Linked DNA regions of Hordeum vulgare: regions 2 and 3 are each linked to region 1. The links are chromatin contacts, called in public Hi-C maps. All regions are on one chromosome and are shown on one strand. Each heading gives the region's core, a stretch centred on a gene start, on an enhancer-like site or on the middle of the called end of the contact. The rest is flanking DNA. Distances are from core to core; before and after follow the strand shown. Region 1 holds the start of LOC123444242 (protein IQ-DOMAIN 6-like). Region 2 holds the start of LOC123444241 (probable cytokinin riboside 5'-monophosphate phosphoribohydrolase LOGL1). Region 3 holds the start of LOC123444243 (mitochondrial carrier protein CoAc1-like).

What was found. A called contact is a pair of places that touch in the nucleus more often than the background predicts.
Region 2: a contact with region 1 is called in a Hi-C map of seedling, with 4 times the contacts expected there. The contact joins the promoter of LOC123444241 here to the promoter of LOC123444242 in region 1. A contact is called at or near these places in 4 of 6 Hi-C or Micro-C datasets (leaf and seedling).
Region 3: a Hi-C map of leaf shows a contact between it and region 1, with 6 times the contacts expected there. The contact joins the promoter of LOC123444243 here to the promoter of LOC123444242 in region 1. A contact is called at or near these places in 2 of 6 Hi-C or Micro-C datasets (leaf and seedling) and 1 of 1 datasets of contacts at active chromatin or transcription factors (embryo).

Annotation. Positions count from the first base shown.
Region 1 is chr3H:457,714,672-457,718,641 of MorexV3_pseudomolecules_assembly, reverse strand. It overlaps LOC123444242 (protein IQ-DOMAIN 6-like), which reads left to right and starts at 1,813. Exons shown (of 3, transcript XM_045120905.1): 1 at 1,813-2,606; 2 at 3,206-3,319; 3 at 3,400-3,970. The coding sequence starts at 1,986.
Region 2 is chr3H:457,477,899-457,481,868 of MorexV3_pseudomolecules_assembly, reverse strand. It overlaps LOC123444241 (probable cytokinin riboside 5'-monophosphate phosphoribohydrolase LOGL1), which reads left to right and starts at 1,743. Exons shown (of 7, transcript XM_045120904.1): 1 at 1,743-2,046; 2 at 2,137-2,234; 3 at 2,343-2,373; 4 at 3,352-3,451; 5 at 3,596-3,666; 6 at 3,844-3,970. The coding sequence starts at 1,924.
Region 3 is chr3H:457,869,276-457,873,245 of MorexV3_pseudomolecules_assembly, reverse strand. LOC123444243 (mitochondrial carrier protein CoAc1-like) reads right to left here and starts at 1,806. Exons shown (of 7, transcript XM_045120907.1): 1 at 1,328-1,806; 2 at 510-595; 3 at 208-415. The coding sequence starts at 1,495.

The DNA.
Region 1 (3,970 bases), core at 564-3,063:
AATTGATGTCTTGAGTGTCGTCTTAGAGCATCTACAACCGGGCTTAACAAATATGATCCCCTAAACATCCGCGGAAGCGCCCAGTCAGTGACCGGCGTGTCCCTTATTTGTCCGTCTACGTAGCCGCACTCCTTATTTGTTTGCTCATATGTTCGGCCACTTGCACGTGATTGATGAAGAGGAAGAGAGAGAAATAAAATAATGAATATAGTAATTGAAAAGGTGATCCGGGGTGGGGCCGCGTCCTACGTGACACACTGACGGGGCGCATCCGGGCGCGTCTGCGAGCCCTCATATCCTTCCTATATTTGTCCATGATATGAGGGTTTACGGACAACCCAGACGTATTGGGATGATATGAAGGGTCCGGTTGGATCACTTTTTTCCTTCTCTCTTCTACCCGGTCATTGATCGGGTGCGTGTGCGGGCCTATGCTAGGTTGTTTGAGGCGTCCGGTTGTAGATGTTATTACCGTGAGAAGTGAGATATATGCACTTTCATAAGCAAAATTGTTTTTGGCACATGCCAATATGTTTTTTGCTCTGCAAAAACATGCTGCTTTCTAGGATAAGATGCAAATGTTTCAAGGGGCAATCCGTCCTCTGAGATCTAATGCGACATGTGGTCCTCAAGCAGTGTATTGGACTGAAATATTGAATATTTCCCCATAAGTGATATGTCATTGCGATATAACGAGCAACATGCTTTCTTATTAGCCTTACTATTATATGGGGTGGTAGACGTGTTGAAAAGTTTAGCAACTAAAGTCTATAATGCATGCTTCCTTCGTTCGATGAAAAATGTGCATATAGAAATTTTAGGACAAATTATGAAAGTGAAGTAGCAAAAAATGAATTGAAAAGGTGCAAAACACCATCTTTCTTCTTTAATTACCCAAGCTCCAATAAGTTAAGGGCATATAAAAATTAAGCAAACCACGCGTTAAGTGTTATCGGTCTTGATTATCGTGTGATGATAGTGAACTCATTTTTTTTACTTTAAAATACATTAAAAAGATGGAAATAAATTTCTTTATGGATAAATTTTAAAGCTAAATGTACGCTCTTCATAGGATGAAAGGAATATATGCTTAGTTTGTTATTGCTAAGCTTTGCTCATTTAATTGTTTAACAACTAAGGCCTCCTTTGATTCATAGGGTAGGAATATCATAAGAATTGAAATTCGTAGAAAATGGAACGTCATGTAGCCTCCAATTCGCCGAGTAAGAGTAGAAAACGAGATCATTTTGTTCACAACAAATTTTTATGAGCTACGTCCCCGTCCGGCACGCCCCCGTCCGGGCTACGAGAGGCGAAAACAAACAAAGTTACAACACACGCGTCGGCACGCCCCCGTCCGGGCTACGATTCCGAGCTCCGTACGCGCGCCGCGCCTTGCCGTCGCAATTCGCAAAGCAACAAGCAAAATCCTCCGCAAGTTCGAACCCACGGGCCGGGCGTTTCGCCAACGGTCCGGATCCCGAGACGCACCTCCTGTCGAAGCCACCAGCCAGCTGGCCCACACGGCAGCCTCCCCGTCGCCCGTCGCCTCTCGTCGCGAAGGCAATCGGAGGGAGCCATCTTTCACGAAGCCCCAAAAAATACACTGCCGCTGCAGAAAGCGTCCGTCCGCGAATGCCGCGCCTCTTTGTCGCTCGCTCCGGGGCGAGGGACCACGCGCCAGCGTCCGAGAGCGGCAACGGGCGGGCCCGACGCCGTGGGCCCCACTTCTCCCCGGCCCGCTTTCCCGGCTCCGGGCTCGTCCTCCATTTCAAATTTCAAACCGCCCGAACGGCTCCCCCTGCCCAGCCTCGTGAATCGTAACCGAATTAAGCGCACGACGCCCGACGGGTCAAATCCTCCCGTTCGGCCGTTTCGTTCCCCATTCGCCTCGTCCGCTCTCCAGTTTCCAGAGAGCCCCCCCAAGGGAGAGTCCGGTCTGATTTGGTTGGCATCGCCTCTGCGGAGCGTGCGTCGACCGATCCATGGGCGCGTCGGGGAAGTGGATCAAGACGCTGGTGGGGCTCAAGCCTGCGGCGGCGGCGGAAAAGGAGAGGCAGCACGCCGGGGGGAAGGGCCGGAAGTGGAGCCGGCTGTGGCGGAGCTCGTCCGGCGGGCAGAGGGCCGCCGCGTCGGAGGTCTCCGAGACGTCCTCCTCCGCCGCCGCCGACGCGCTCAGCTCCGTCGTCGCAGCCGTGGTGCGCGCGCCGCCCAAGGACTTCCGCGTCATCAGGCAGGAGTGGGGGGCCGTCCGCATCCAGACCGCCTTCCGCGGCTTCCTGGTAGGCCGCTCGCCTCTCCTCGCGTCGGTCGGTCCGATCTCGGGCGGCAAAGTTTCAGCTTCTTCAGCGTCGCGTTTCTTTTGGGTGCTTCTGCAGGCCAGGAGGGCGCTGAGGGCGCTGCGAGGGATCGTGCGGCTGCAGGCGCTGGTGCGCGGCCGCCGTGTGCGCAAGCAGCTGGCCGTCACGGTCAAGTGCATGCAGGCGCTCGTCAGGGTGCAGGCGCGGGCGAGGGACCGGCGCACGCGGCTGTCGGCTGACGGCCGGGACTCGCAGGACACGCTCGACGACCACAGCAGCCACGCGGATCCCGTCAAGGAAGCAGAGGTATATACTTTTGTTCAAAGATACTACTCCAACTTCGTGTGATATTTATATGTGCATTATGCTTCCTCTGCTTGTGCAAATAGATAACCATACTGTCAGAAAGTAAAATTAGGTGTTCTGCTTAATCAGTTGACGTGATGTGTTACTTTTGTTTTTCTGAAAGGAATGTGATGTGATACTTTCACTAGACAGAGACTTGCTGCAATAGGATTACTCTCCTCATGATGAAGGATTGATACGGCCATATGGACATTTATCTCCCTTTATTTTAAGCAATGATTTGAGATAACGTTTTCTATTGACCATGATTGTCCGAATGGGTCATCATAGTGCGCACTGGGCAGTGGCATTGTTTGGTGTGCCTTCCTTGGGAGATGCTACCAATAATGCATCTTTGAAACTTGTTCTTGCCATGTTCAGGCTTGCCGATTTGTGTTGTTTCAGTGTATTACCTAGTACTAGGACAATTAGCATATAGTCCTCCACAATTCTTGTTATCTTTTGACATAATACGCATATGATGCTGCTGCAAGCGATAAGAGAGTATTTGATGATCCTGCTGATGTCTGCGTGTTTGGATGGCATTGTTCACATTGCAGACAGGATGGTGTGATAGCCAAGGAACTGTGGATGATGTCAGATCAAAGATACACATGAGGCGCGAGGGTGCAATCAAGAGAGAAAGGGCAATTGCGTATGCTCTTTCTCACCAGGTAACATCCTGCTCGAATAGTCTGGGCATATGAATAAGTTCTTCATCCTGCTTGACATGCTGTTGTGTTTGCTTTTGCAGCGGAGCTCAAACCACAGCGGGAGACCTAGCTCTCCTGCCGTTTCTCTTAAGAATCATGGGACCAATAGGAACAATCAGTGGAGCTATTTGGATGGGTGGATGGCAACGAAGCCTTGGGAGAGTCGCCTTATGGAGCAATCACACAGCGAACAGACCAATTCACGTTGCTCAGAGAGTATGGACGAAATGAACGAAGTCAGCTCAAAACTTTCTGAAGCAAGCTCAGTCAAGGTCAGAAAGAACAATGTCACAACTAGGGTGTCAGCAAAGCCTCCTTCCGTTATCGCGGTATGCGAAGAGAGTGCTCCGTCAACATCTTCTGTTACTCCAATGACCGGCAACCATTTCGGAACATCAGAAAGGAGATCTGACTGTGGCCAAGGTGGTGCACCGAGCTATATGGGCTTGACAAAATCAGCCAAAGCAAGGCTGAGTGGTTCTTCTAGCACTCACAAGCCACCACTTCAAAGACAAGGATCTGCCGAGACACACAATTACAGCAGGGGAGCATTCTCTTCAATAGATGTTCAAAGCACCGCCGGCTCGGAGGTTTCAGTTACCTCAAAGAGGC
Region 2 (3,970 bases), core at 494-2,993, 240 kb after region 1:
AAATATCCCTTCCTTCGCAGAGAGACCGCCAGATTTGTGATGGGTGGGAACCCACTTGGGATGACAAAATATTGGAATCAGGGAAAAACACCGCCTTAAGTATTCTCGCACTAAGGGTATTAGGATCACAGAGAATCCTCCATACCTGCTTGGCAAGAAGTGACAAGTTAAAAATCTCCATATCTCGAAAACCAAGGCCCCTTTGTATTTCGGCATGCACATTGATTCCCATGAAACCCATGCTACTTTCCTTTCTCATGCCTTGCTACCCCACCAGAATTTTTGTATCAAAGAGGTAATATGCTGACATAATCCCCTAGGTAACTTAAAGAGAGCCATGGAGTATGTGGGTATAGCCTGCACCACTTACTTAATAAGCACCTCTTTGTCACTCCCAGCTAGGCACATTTCCATCCAACCCTGAATATTCTCCCATACTCTGTCCTTAAGATAAGAGAACACACCATTCTTCGCTCGTCCCACATTAGATGGCAGCCCCAAGTATCGCTCACATATGGTCTCTTTTTTGGACTTCAAGAATTCCTTTGATTATCTGCCTCTGCGCCATCAAACATCCCTTTCCAAAGTAAATGGACGATTTATCATGGTTCATACGCTCCCTAGAAGCTTGGCAGTACGAGCTTAGAATCTCTTTCAGTTTCAAAGCATTCTCTGTAGTATTTTTGCTAAAAAGCAAACAGTCATTCGCAAACAAAAGATGGTTGACCTTTTGGGCGGTAGGAGCGATTTGGATACCTTCAAACAGCCCCTCAGAACTTGCTTGCTTTAGCATGCATGAAAGACCCTCAACCGCCAGTAGGAAAAGATAGGGGGAGATGGGATCCCCTTGCCGAATACCTCTAGAGGGTTTGAATTCACTGCTTTGCATTCCATTGAATAGAAGGGAGAACGATACTGAAGTAACACCTCTCATCACCTGGCGCACAAACAGCTCGCAGAAGCCCAGCTTTTTCATGATGGCCTCCAAATATACCCATTCAACACGATCATATGCTTTCATCATATCAAGCTTGACATCACAATGCCCATTCTTCTTGCTCCTGTTACTTTTCACAAAATGTAGACACTCGTATGAAGTGATAACATTATCAGTGATTAGACGACCGGGCACAAAGGCCGATTGCTCCTCTGAGATAATATCCGGAAAAATCTGCTTCACGCGGTTAGCAAGTACTTTGGATGCGATTTTAAAAATCACATTGCACAAGCTAATAGGCCGAAACTGAGACAGTAAAGTGGGGTTTTGTATCTTAGGAATAATGACAATGAACATCCTATTGATCTCCTCACGGGAGTCTTCTCCCTTCAAAACTCGACTCACAACCTTGGTCACCTCTTCACCGCATAAATACTAGTACTTCTGGAAAAAAAATGGATCGGGAAACCATCCGGTCCCGGTGCCTTATTAGGGAACATTTGAAACAGAGCACTCTTCACATCCTCCCCTGTTATCTCCTTTGATAACATGTCATTCATTGAACTCGTAACCTTACAAGGTATATGAGATAACACCTCTTCCATCCCAATGACCCCTTCCGATTCATACAAATTTTCATAAAACTCCACCGCCATTTGTTACAAGGGCGCCATTGCTATACGACGCAAACTGTGAGGGCCAAACCGCGGAAAGAAAGCTGCCTGAGACTTGGGCTCTCCTGGTGCAATATGGGCCGCATGACCCACCAGATAAATCACGACATAATAAAAGGACAGCCGCGTCAGAACTCCTTAACGCCGCCTTCATTTGAAGCTTCTCCCCAAGATACGATCCGAGAGAGAGATAACACACGGCACGGGGGCTAGAAGAACGAACCGAACCCAAACACCTCCCACTCCTCCTCCACGACGACCCCTTAACCCCATCCTCCCGCGCCCGAGCCCGCGAGGAGACAAGCCAAAGCCATGGGCGACACCACCGCGCCCTCGCCGCCGAGGAGGTTCGGCAGGATCTGCGTCTTCTGCGGCAGCAACTCCGGCAACCGCGCCGTGTTCGGCGACGCCGCGCTCGAGCTCGGCCAGGGCCTGGTGAGTGTGTACCAATGCGTCCGAATGCCGAGGCCGCGCCCGCGCGCGCCGAAATTCGACGCTCACGGTGGCGATTTCGCGGCCTTGCAGGTGACGAGGGGGGTCGATCTGGTCTACGGCGGCGGCAGCATCGGGCTGATGGGCCTGATCGCGCAGACGGTTCTCGACGGCGGCTGCCGCGTCCTCGGGTACCTCGCCGCCCCTGCTTATTCCCAAATATAGTACAAAGCCGTGCTCCGCAGCCTTCCTAATGCGGCACCATCTCTCTCTCTCTCTCTGTTTGATTGTTTTTGCAGGGTGATTCCAAGAGCACTCATGCCCCTCGAGGTGCGCACCAAATCCCTCTCTTTCTTCCTCCTCGTGCGTAGAAACGCCGATTGCTAGCTACTCCTACGTCATTGCCGATTGCCTGATTGGTCCGTTCGTTATCGTTAGAGCGAAAGCAAGAAGTTTCTGCCACGCAGTGAAGTGGCAGCACGACTCAGCTCTCTGCCTAAAGCGAAACTTGCTACGGAATTCCGAAGCCGTTCCTGACGGACGGGCCATCTCAATCCTACCATATCCTTTCGCCTGGCCCCGCATGTCGGTGTCGCGGCTTTCCACGATCGCCTATACTAGTGCTATCTATCTCGACTGGTTACCCACTCACCATTTGATTCCCGTTTTCTGTTGGGTCCGGACCGATTCACCTTTGCTTGTGGGGTTACAAATGGGTGGGGTGATCATTGAGGAATTGGACTAGAATATGTAGCGCTGAAACTGCAGGCCGTCCGTTTCAGACCCGTTTCCATACACACAAAAATGGACCGTCAGCTCGGTGGACTTTTGGGCGGTACAACTTGGAGTTATAAAGTCGCCCGCTCGGTGGATGTAATAATAGTGTTCGATTTGCCTGTGCCATGAGGTCGGTCGTCACAAGTTGAGTGAGAAAAGTAAGCAAGCAGTAGGGTTTGAATTGCACCATTATACATATGTTATATTGAGGTGATGTGCAAGTGCTACTGTCCAAATATCTCTGAACTTTGTAGGATGGTGATAGCTAGGGGAAATCTGAAAATGATGTTCCTGCAACTATATACATACTCCCTCCGCTTCCTGAATACAAGTCTTTTTAGGGATTCCATAAAAGGACTATATATGGAGCAAAATGAATGAATCTACACTCAAAAATATGTATATATACATCTGTATGTATGTAATTCTTTGGTGGAACCTCTAAAAAGGCTTATATTAAGGAACGGAGGGAGTATATAGATAGCTTAGGTACTTGGTTGCCCTAACGAAATACCGAAAATCCTCTTTCAGATATCCGGTGCAAGTGTTGGAGAAGTAAAGATTGTCTCCGACATGCATGAGAGGAAAGCTGAGATGGCGCGACAAGCCGATGCATTCATTGCTCTTCCGGGTACGCACGACACGATTCTACACGTTCTTCCTTAATCCTTCTGAATCTGAATGGTCTAATGTTTTACAGTACTACATGGTATGGACAGAATAATGAATGTTCAAACCAACAATGCTTACATGGTTATTACTTTGTGGACACCAGGTGGGTATGGAACAATGGAAGAGCTGTTAGAGATGATCACTTGGTCGCAGCTTGGAATCCATGACAAACCGGTGAGTATTACGATGGCTCCCTTCGATCCATTTTAATTGTCGCTGATTTAGTACAAAGTTGTACATTGTGGATCAGAGGGAGTAGTACATTGTGGGCTATTGCAAGTGACAAATGATTCTGCTACGATCAAGGGCTTTGTAAACTAATCCTGGCACACTGATCATTGACTTGAACAGGTCGGGTTGCTAAACGTCGATGGGTACTATGATCCGTTACTCGCGCTGTTCGACAAGGGCGCGGCGGAAGGGTTTATTAAGGCCGATTGCAGGCAGATAATCGTGTCGGCACCAACTGCCCACGAAC
Region 3 (3,970 bases), core at 557-3,056, 150 kb before region 1:
GTTTGAAGATTCTTTTACAAACAATTTTGTTGACTGTATGATTAATTATTACCTTATCAAACCAATATGATACTGTGTACTACGATTGTGCTCTACAGTTGAGTATGAATATGCAAGCACAGGAATACACAGTAATGAGAATGCCAAAATGTAAGCAAGGTAAGGAGAGGAGCAAAGAAGACAGCCAACAGATGCACAGTACAATACCTGGAATGCAAGCTTGGTCCTTGCCAAGTCCAAGGGATAAGTGCACAAGACTGCAGTCCCTCCTGATGCTGAGCCTGCTAAAAGATCTACCACTGGTCCTGTGCCAAGTGCAGGGCAGTTACCCAAGATCCAACACCTGTATCGCTCATACGCCATATAATGTAATGCAGCATAAGGAACAATTCTTAACACACTGGCACCATTTCCCCTGAAGTAGTACCAAAACATGGTTAGCAAAAGATATTATCTGCATCTTCTTCAATAATAATAGTGCAGAAGTAATGAGTTGAATTGCAACATACTTGTAAAATCCCAAGACACCGTCATGTTTTCTCAGTTTATTCAAGGATTTCAGAACTCCAAGAGACCTGAACTCATTTGTTCTAGTCTACAAGCAGAATCAGAAGGTAAGAATATGTTAGCAACCATAATGATTTAGAAACTTATAAGTTGAATGAGAACATCTAAACCTCCCAAAATAGTACCACGCGCAAATTAGGAAGGCAAAACTAATGAAGCAGCTGGTAGTTACTGCGGCATCTTGCATACACAAGACGAATGGAAGCAGACACTATCAATCCTATGGAAGTGGAACTTGCTACCTGTCACATCAACAATAGCCTTCTTATGGCACCACAAGTAGCATGGAGAAGATCTCGGAGTGCTGAGAAGATCTCTCATGCCCATATCTCATGTTTAATGGAACAGCGTTAATAGACCCAGGCATGCTTATGGTACAGAATGTAGAGGCTCCTCTAGCACAGCCACACACCAGCCAGTCTGCAACTGCCAGGTGTGCCTTGTACATCAGTTTCACTGACACGGAACAAACTCATGTTCTATGTCAACAGAAGTGATGCACAGAGCACACTTGCGCATCAGTTCCATCGACACAGAACTCGTTTTAAGGGACGCGCAATCACATTCACAGGCTTAGGAGAGGCGTGCCCTTCTCGATAAGTATTAAGTAGCGTATTATCACATTCACGGGCTTCAAGATCGCCTTTGGACCAACAATATCGACGTTGACGTATCATCATGCCTAAAGCCGCGTAATACACAGGAAAAGTCCATGAAGGAAATCTCTAGCAATCCATGTGGGCGGAGGCGCAGAACGAACCTGTAGCAATATCTTGAGGCGCTCGAGCGGCGCGATGGCGGTCTTGGAGAAGGCACCGGCGACTCCGCCGGCAATCATCTCCTTGGCGAAGACGGGCATGAGGTCGAGCGCGCAGAGGTCGACCCGGGCCGCCGCCACGGCAGCCGAGCCCTGCGAGGGGGTACCCATGCCGACGGCGCGCTCCTTTCATCCAAATCAAGCACCCCCCAGCGCGAAGAATATCCTCCTGGGGCGCCGGCCCGAAGGATCCCACTGGGCAGGTCAGGCGCGCCGCGGTCCGGTCCGGTCAGGTCAGGTCGGCCTTCCGGCCCACGACTCCGCCGCCGCCGCCGGATTTGACCGAGGCGACGACCTGCCACGGCCACGGGGGTCGATTGCGGTTTGGTCTTGCTCCTTTTTTCCGAGATGTACTGTATAGTACAAAAAATAAAATAAATATTGAGGTTGGAGGCCGAGGGGGAGAAGTGCAGGGCGTAGTGGCGGTGGCCGAATACACGAGACGATGAGTAATATGCGGGAGAATCTTGGCGACCAAACCTTAAATATCAACGCCGGTTGCCAGGAAAGCAGGAGTGCTGCTGCTTTGTTTCGCGGGTCGCACCCCCTACCCGTGCAGAAATCTCTGGTGAGCCTTGTTCCGAAACTACTTCAGAGTGCGGTCGAAGGAGTAGTTAGGCCCGTTTGTTTCAGAAGTTCAATGATCAGAGGGTGCTTGAATACGTTTTAATCCCATGATTAAAAGTAGAGGAAGTAAAACTTGCTAGGCTCATCCATGTTTGGATCCAAAATATTAAAAAGATTAAAATCAATTTAATGAGCATTTATTATGCTCCTTCTCCCCTAATCCTACCGCTATAACTGTCAACTCCTCCCCCACGTCAGTTGACCGAATCTTGCTCCCGCCACTAATGTTGCTCATACACAAGAAAATACAAATGCTTGGGCGCGCGTGTAGATGCCACTGAACTGACGAAAAAACTGAATGTGAGCAACAGTGGAGCAGGTAATCTGCTGGCCCTACTACAAACACGCTGTAAACCTGCAAGGACCCGCCGGGTATGCACTATGCAGAGGCGCCTGGTGTGGTGATTCGCAGTGCTCTTTTTCCATACAAGTAAAAATTTCCATACATAAGGAAATTACTATTGTCCATACACAAGAAAATAAGTAACATTCGCCGTCCGTGGCATCCGCCGCAGCACCAGATGATTCCGTTTGAGACAAGAAATCAAACGGGGCGCCGTCCATGGCGCATGGATCTGAGACAATACTCTCATCCGATTAATGGATATACAAGCAAAAAAATGGAAGAAATCGGGTGCGCGTTGTCGATGGCGGATGCATCTTGGACTCCTCTCTCACCTGAATCGTTCCTCGGCCACCAACAGAACAACGGAGGGGGAGGCGCGGCGGTGGGCCGAGCCGGCGGCTAACAACGGAGGTGAAGGCGGCCGCTGGAGGCCATGGACGGCTATTCAGCTGCTTCCTTCCTCAGCCACCAGGAGCAGGAATGGGAGAGGAGCGCTCCAGGTAAGGGAAAGAAAAAGACGCTGATGTAGCCGCACCGTTGGTTTGACCGCTCGAGAAGGCTATAGCCGCACCGCTGTTGTGTTAAATGAAAGAGTAAAACGAGGAGAGATTAAATGAGGAGAGAGAGGACTAAAAGATTTTAGTAGGGGTTGCTGTGACTAAAAGATTTTAGTCTCTAGACTAGTTTTAGTCTCTCTTTAGTCAGGGGTGCTTGAAACTTTAGCCTCTCAAAGAGACTAGTTTTAGTCAGACTAGTTTTAGTCCCTTTGATCCAAGCACCCTCTTAGTCCCAACTAAAAAGTCTCTAGTCTCAATAGGAACTAGAGGTCATTAAATGACATGCAAAAACACCATGTTACCACTAGTAATGTACTACTTCCTCCGTTCCTAAGGCTGCTCATAGTGGAGAGTAACATATAGTAGTATCATGCATGTTACTATTGTATGATACTACCTTCATAGTGCATAGTATCATAAACTAGTATCATAGGTGATCTCATTTGTTGACATGCATGATACATAGTAGTATAGCATTTAACATGTTACGGTATCTACCTATGTTACTCTAATCATCTCTCTTTTTTTTAATTACTTGCCACATCACCATGTTTGCTAGTCCCAAGACTATGTTACTAGCTATGATACCCCCACTATGGCGAGCCTAAATATAAGTCTTTTAAGAGATTTCACTAGGTGTCTACATACGAAGCAAAATGAGTGAATCTACACTCTAATATATACATCCGTATGTAGTCCACTAGTAGAACCTCTAAAAAGACTTATATCTAGGAACGGAGGGAATAGAAATTATTAAATGACATGCTAAAAGTAGGGGCACTGTTAGAAAAAGTGTCAAAAAGTCCCAAAAAGACCCTTCCATAGGGACTTCTTTCTTTAGTCTCAAATACCCCTTTTAGTCCCTAAAAGTCCCTCATGTTTCTTTCACATGGGACTAAAACGGACTTTTTTTAGTCCATACATAAAAAAAGTCCCTCAAAACAAACACCCCCTTACTCCGATCAACCAACTAATTTCCTGGGAACACGACTCGTCAAAGAAATTAATTGGATCAGTAGCCGTTCGTTCCAGTGTTAGATGGGTCAACGCTTCATC